2 separate regions of the Sus scrofa genome follow, and region 1 is linked to region 2. The links are chromatin contacts, called in public Hi-C maps. All regions are on one chromosome and are shown on one strand. The core of a region is the stretch at or near the end of the contact, and the rest is flanking DNA. Distances in the headings are between cores, read along the strand shown.

The links. Hi-C and Micro-C count contacts between places; a contact is called where the count stands out from the background.
Region 1: a Hi-C map of liver shows a contact between it and region 2, with 7 times the contacts expected there. The contact joins the promoter of NT5C3B here to the promoter of ACLY in region 2. A contact is called at or near these places in 1 of 47 Hi-C or Micro-C datasets (liver) and 1 of 2 datasets of contacts at active chromatin or transcription factors (alveolar macrophages).

The regions. Positions count from the first base shown.
Region 1 is chr12:20,860,375-20,863,854 of Sscrofa11.1, reverse strand. NT5C3B (7-methylguanosine phosphate-specific 5'-nucleotidase) reads right to left here and starts at 1,671. Exons shown (of 8, transcript XM_021066994.1): 1 at 1,108-1,671; 2 at 426-495; 3 at 294-340. The coding sequence starts at 1,656. It overlaps KLHL10 (kelch-like protein 10), which reads left to right and starts at 1,672. Exons shown (of 5, transcript XM_021066996.1): 1 at 1,672-2,587. The coding sequence starts at 2,394.
Region 2 is chr12:20,794,998-20,798,645 of Sscrofa11.1, reverse strand. ACLY (ATP citrate lyase) reads right to left here and starts at 1,931. Exons shown (of 31, transcript NM_001105302.1): 1 at 1,792-1,931.

The DNA.
Region 1 (3,480 bases), core at 422-2,921, 65 kb before region 2:
CAAATCAGAGCTCCAGCGGCCAGCCTACACCATAGCCATGGCAGTATTGGATCCAAGCTACATCTGCGACCAACGCTGAAGCTTGCAGCAATGCCCAGTGAGGCCAGGGATCAAACCCACAACCTCGTGGACACTGTGTCAGGTTCTTAACCTGCTGAGCCACACTAGGAATTCCCATAACAACAATTAAAAAAAAAAATTTCATATTTTAAGGTCTCTATCCTGGAATCTTTGAGGAACCATTTGACGTAGGACATGTTAGCTATTTCTGAGCAAAGAAGGGAGTAACCCACCTCTTTCCGGCACTCCTCACTGATGATCTTGCTGTTATCCAGAATATCTGCAAAAACACAGAACTCCTTTTACTTGCCCTTTAGAAGTCATCATCTGTCAAGCCCAAGAAAGCAAGCTAGTTTGTGACTTACTGTAAGAAGAAGGGCATCGCTTTCCATTATATGCAAACCTGCTCAAGGTCATGTCAAAATCAGAAATGACCTAAAATGCAAAAGAGAGATGATGCCTAGACAGGCTCCTTCAGGCATGGCCCTGTGCCAGCCTGGAGAGTGATTAAGGAAGTCTGAGTGGCCAGTGCCCAGCCCTGGGCAAAGCCCTGGGGGAGTTAGGGAGGGCAGCAGAGGGAAGGAAGAACTAGTCCTAGTTAGTATCAGTGGTAACCCTTAAGACACTCAGCCACGTTGAGGGTGGGGGTGGGGACTGCACCATCAGGACTCCTTCCACTCTTTCAGCAGCACCGGCTCAATGCTCTGGTCTTTCCTAAGAGGCCTCCACCTTCTGGCCCATCCCACCCCTGCACATTCTTGGAGAGCCCACCAACCTCGGCTGGTGTGGACAGTGAGGCCCGAAGCCTGGTGTGGGATGCTTTCTACAGCATGGCATTATTGAGAAATTTGGTATTTAGGTTTTTCAGGTAGGTGGGCTCTCCCGCAAGGCAAGACAGTTCTGCCCTCCGGACCCTGGCCATTTCTAAGGGCTGAGGGCTTGCTTGCAGGTGTGCGCAGTGATGCGGGAAGGCACACTGGGCAGGCCACCTTCCCAGTCACCCCACACCCCACCCGGCCGCCCCGACCTTGCTCCCCACCGCGGTACCTGTAAGCGGTCTCCTCCGCCCTTGCGGAGGGCGCCCACGATCTCCTGCACCCGCCCGGGCTGCCGCATCAGGACCGTGGCCTTCATCAGGGGGCTCACCTGTCCCGAGATCCGAGAGAACTGCTGACCCTGACACCGCGCTGGGCCCAGGGGGGACCTGGCAAGGCCGGGCTGGGGGCGCGGGGGGGCAAGCAGGGACTCTGGCCGGGCCTGGGCATCTACCGGCCGCGGTGACGCGGCGGAACCCAGGCGGCCTGAGGGGGGTCTCGGAGCGCCCGGGGGGTCTGGGCCCGCCCCAGGCCGGTCTCCTCCTCCTGCCTCACCTCCTCCTCCATGGCGCTTGCCGGCCGGTCGGCGGCGTGAGGACAACGACCGCCCCTTAGGCCGCACTGCGCAGGCGTCGCCTACGGCCGGGGCGGGCCCGAGGGAGGGGGCGGAGACTAGGGTGCAGGAGGCGGGCCCGAGGCTGCGGGGGGCGGGGCGGGGCGGGGCAGGCGCCCTCCCAGGGTTTGTGAGGCAGTGTGTGAAGACCTTGCTTGAGGGCCCCATGCAAAAGATGGGGAGGGTGCCAAGAGGCTGGGGTAACGTGGGTACCACTCTTTTTAGGGCAAAAAACCCTAGCCTGAGTGGTCATTTCCAGGCTTCCAGTTTGCATGACAAAAAGTGGCAGAATGGGAGGGGATGTGAAGGAGCCATAAAGCGAGTTCTGTTGAACATCCTGAAGGTGCTGCCTTCACGGAGCCCACTCCCCATCACAGAAGATAAATGACCCACATCCAGGAGGCAGAAGGCCCTTGACAGCCGGGCCAGAATGAAAACCCATCAGTTTTACTTCTCCCTTCTGCCTCCTCTGACTTGGTTTCCTTGAACTCAGCTTCTGGGGAGCCAAGTGCTGAGCTGTGAAAGAAGGTAGGTGGATGCTACGGAGACTTGGAACTGAGCCCCTGAAGTGGGCAGTAGGAACCAGAGTGAATGAAAACTCTTAGGTGGTGTCGATGGTCACAGTCCTGCTCCTGGTTGTGGGAGGCGTGAGGGGGTCTTCAGCTTGCGTGGTGCAGGGAGGGGAGAAGAAAGGAGGACAGGGACAGGAGAGAGTTCCAGAACCTGAGAGCACAATCCTGAGAGTGATCTCACTGCGGGCCCAGGATTCTGGAACTTGGGCTGCCTGATGGTCCCTATATGAAAGATGTAGTAGGGAAAAGGAGCGACAGCTGGCTAAAGGGGCCCCCCACAACCCTCCCCGACACCCTAGGAGAGCAGCCTCTCTCCGCTGGTCCCAGGGTGCCATGGAGATGGAGAGCGCGGCGGCCTCCACACGTTTCCACCAGCCTCACATGGAGAGGAAGATGAGTGCGATGACCTGTGAGATCTTCAACGAGCTTAGGCTAGAGGGCAAGCTCTGCGACGTGGTCATCAAGGTCAATGGCTTTGAGTTCAATGCCCACAAGAACATCCTCTGTAGCTGCAGTTCCTACTTTAGGTATAACAGGGTTGCTGAACTAAGCCAAAGGGGGAGTGGGCTCCTTTTGAGACATTTTGGTTCATGTTTCCCATCCCATTATTTTAAGTTTCGGGACACTGTCAAAGCCCTGGGCTCCGGTAGACTGGCTCCTTTGCCTCTTCTCTCTGGTTTTCAACCAACCATTGGTGGGCCAGGTGCTTCTCTTCTTTGATCTTCACCCAAGGCAACCTTTGGGAAGGTTGGACACGTGCACTGGATTTCCTACTTAAACCTAGATGACGATGCCTCTTCAGCCACCCTTTAAGCCCCTCCCTATCTGAGATATCTTAAACAGGGTGATAAATTAACAAGGATTCAGAGGGTGGGAAGGGGGATGAGGGGAAGGAACCAGGGAGAAATTTATCTGAAGAGAAAGGGAGTTTGAGCCAAAACTATTCTAATGCAGGAAGTGAAAGAGCTATTTTGTTCCTGCAATATTTGAGAATTTGATTCCAATGAAGATATGATTGATAAGTGCATCCCGCCTGTTGCTAAAAATTCTCATTCATCTAGACCTAGAGCAGGGTGTGCAAAAAAGACCAAGCTTTTCAGGTCGCACAGTCTCTGTCACACTCCACTCTGCCTTTATAGTGGGAAAGCAGCCAGCCATAGACAATACTAAATGAAAGAGCATGGCTATGTTCCAATAAAGTTATTTACAGACACTTAAATTTAAATGTTTCCCTAAAAAGACAAAAAAAAAAAAAAGTAGTTCCTGTCGTGGCTCAGTGGTTAATGAACCCAACCAGTATCCATAAGGACGAGGGTTTTATTTTATTTTATTTTTAGGGCCGCACCTGCCGGATAGGGAGGTTCCTAGGCTAGAGGTCTAATTGGAGCTACAGCTGCCATAGCAACACCAGCTCTGAGCT
Region 2 (3,648 bases), core at 682-3,181:
GACCACTAGCAACAAAGAACATTTGCTCGAGTGACAGTGGGTCTTAAAGTGTATACTAATCTGGGCTGGAAATACCACTCTCCACAAGCCACCTCTGCAAAGTCTTGCAAAGGTTTGGGCTGCCTCCTCAGGAAGTGAGTAACTGAATGGGTTGTCAAACTAGTCAGAGATGGTTTCTGGGCAGAGCCAAGACCCCAGGGCTCCACTTTGGGAGCCCAGGAACTATTAACTAGTAACAGGTAGATTTGAGGGAAATCACGTCAAGGAATCAGCACACACATACTCTCTCTCTTTCTCAATCCAAAGGCGAGACCTTCTGAGCTGAATGGGGTCTTTTCTGCAGACACGGAAGAGACCCAGAATTGAGTTCATAGACAGCAGCCACTGAGGGCAGAAGCAGCCCACAGGGAAGGCTGAATGAAAGGAGCCTGTTCCCCAGGATTGTACCCCTGGGACACAGCCAGAGAAGAGGAACCACGGGGATGCTACTTAGGGTCTCTGTGGGAAGGACAAAGAGCACTTCTTCTAAGGTTAGTATCTGTAGGATTAGGGCTTTTTGAAAGGGGGACAGGCAATCCCTAGAGTTAAGGGGAGGGGCAGAACTCTGAGGGTCCCTACTGCAGCAAGGAGAGCAGAGAAAGAGGGCAGAGACACCAGCCATCCGCCTCAGTGCCCCAGGCTATTCCCATCGCCACCCCCCCAAGCTGTTTAAGAAGCTCGTGAAGTGAAAATACCCCTCGGGGCAGCTGGGTCTACCAGCTGTCCCTCACCCAACATTTCAGAATTTCAGAAACCCAATGATCTGAGCTGGCTGAAAGACAAAGTTACAGGGAGGAGAGAGGAACGGGCTGGCTGACCAAACTGCGCTCTGTGCTGCTCCCCTCCCAACCCTCCCGAAAATCCCCTTCCTAGGCAGACTACCAAGGATCACCTAATGGCAAAACTCCTTGGTACTTCACGGTTTCTGCCAAGGTTGGAGAGGGCAGCAGGCGCTGGGGTTGGCCCTCTGCCAAGCCCGACAGGAGGGCGGCGGCAGCATCCTTCAGCCCCTGGAGGACCTTGCCTCCGTCAAGCCTGGCATCAACGCCAAGGCTGGGGAGAAAGACGGGCACTCCGGCCATCTGTCGCTTAGCGTCTGGGCCCGACGGCACCTCCAGAGCGAGGCGGGTCTTTCCTGGGCCGCCGATCCGAGGCTAGGTCCTCGCGGCGAGGCCTGAGGCGGCCCAAACCCGCGTGGCCCGCGGCGGCTACGCGCCCGAGCTCGCGCTCTCTCTCCATTCCCTCGCGGTGCTCAGTCGACTCTCCATAGAAGTAAGAGGAAGGGCCTGACCCCGGCTTGTGAGGGGTCAGAATGGGGCGACTGGCCACCGCGCTCTGTACTTCCCGTCCCCGGTAACCGGTAGGGGGACCCTGGTCGGGGAAAGAGGTGGCGGGATAAAACCCGAGGAGGCTCAGAACTGGCCCCGGGGTGGCAGTGAGAGGCGCCAGTTAGGGACAAATGCGATTCGGCGGAGGGAAGACAGGCAACGACGGCGGCAAGCACTGTCCAAACTCCCAGGAACTGGAATGTGGGGGAGTGGGGTGGTCGACGGGCCAACATCTGGCCACCGGTCGCTAACCAGGCGAAGGCGATCCTAAAACTAAGACACCCAGAACTTCCAAGCAGGTGCAGGGAGGGCGCGTGAGCCCCAAACCGGCGTCGGGGGAGTAGGTTCCGGGTTGGGGGAGGGAGGCAGGAAGCTTCTGGGCCAGTTGGGGGCCATCGCGTGAAAGCGGCCGCCCGCCACTCACCTCTCTACGAAAGGCCGTGCGCGGTGCTGGGTGCACAGGGCCCAACTCGCCGCCTACCTTCCGGAGCGCTCCAGCCTCCCGCAGCCACCCGGATCCGGCTTTTGTTCCGGCTTGGGCGGGTTCTCCCCGCCCCCATCGGCACACCGTGCGAGCCGCCCGGCGATTGGCCACACGTGGTCTCTAGCCTGAGCTCCAGGCTTCCTCCCAATTCGCTGCCCGGCATAGCCCCGCCCTCGGGTCCGGGGTCCAGGAGCTGCTGGGACTTGCAGTCCTGATGGTGCGTCCCAGACTCGAAAGGGGCCGCCCAGAGCCTGCCCAGCTTGGGAGGTGTCGGGGGCGGGGCCTAGGGTGGGGAGATGGGCTGGGCTATGCTGGGAGGAGAACGTACGAGATTGGGGGCAGTGGTCTGATCTTCTAGGGTTGGGCCGACCGCCGCTGATACTCTAGGCGTTGGGCGGACAGCCGCTGAGATGTGGCGGGCTGCGGTGTTGGCGGTGCAGGCTGTAGCGCAGCTTTTTGGGGCCCTGGAGTCTCCTTCCCGTCTCCACGTGGGAGAAACTGACGTCTTCCACGCAGGCAGCCAGAAAGCCACCACACCCAACCCAGTTGCTCAGGTCCCCCTTTTAAGCAGCCAGGGCAGACTGCTTACGCACGTGGACCCTCGGGGTTGAGCTGGTGGGACGAGGCTAATAGATTAGATTTACTAATATGGGATAGAGCGGGGGATTGCGTGAGCAGGTGGGGCTAGGAAGGCGCCTGTCACACCGTTTTGTGTCCCTCACCTGCTCATCTCCGAGCAGAACTGAGTATTCAATGGGAGAGTCTAGCACGGGGCTGGGGTCGTCTCTGCTGGTCATCAGCGCCTCGCCCCTCCCCTACAGTCCCACCCTTAGACCCTGGAATGAATGAATGGCTGCCTCCCCCTTCTCTATTACCTGTGCATAGTCTATATTTTCCACGTCGAAAACTGGGACACCCGATCTGATAGGTGCTGACGAACTTGTGGCGCAGAATTTTTGAAATCATACAGACCTAGAAACCAAGACATGTATTTCCTGCTGTGACATTCTGAAGCTCTCCTCTGTCCACCCCAATCCTGTAGGTCTCCCGAGCTGCTCCCTGACCCTAATAGCGGTCTAGCTCCCGGGAGGAGAATCATGCGCTAAGCAGCTCAGGTGAAAAGGTCAGCCCAGTGAACAGAGAATCAGCAGCCCCGGGAGCCTGCCAACCACTGGGGTCATACACTGCAATAATGGTGTGATATTCTTGTGCACAAAAACTTGGCCAGACCCTTCTCCCCCCCATTCCAGTCATAGCCAGGAGTGGGGCAGCTAAATTTGCTGCCCATGCCTGAAGGAAGTGATCCCTGATGATGTCACTTTCTGGTCCCGTCCCTGAGAGGCATCTTTTTGAAATAGCAGTTCCTCAGCTCCTCTCTCCTTTTGGTCGTAGTCTTCCACTCCTACATGGATTGAGTGCCATCCCTGCCAAGAATCTCCCCAAATAGCATCAGTCTTGGAGAAGGATCACATCTTCACACCTAAGGAAAACAACCCCTATGAAGCACTCTATATCTTCCCTTTCTGTGCCTCGAGGGACAGCAATTCAGGATCTCAGGGGCTAGTGGGGGCAACTGCAATCAGGGGGAATAAACGGCGTAAGCATTATCCCTCTGGTTAGAAAGATACACTTGGGGAGTTCCCGTCATGGCACAGTGGAAACAAATCTGACTAGGAACCATGAGGTTGCTGGTTCAATCCCTGGCTTTGCTCAGTGGGTTAAGATCTGGCATTGCCATGAGCTGTGGTGTAGGTCGCAGACGTGGCTCAGATCTGGTGTTGCTGTGGCTGTGGCGTA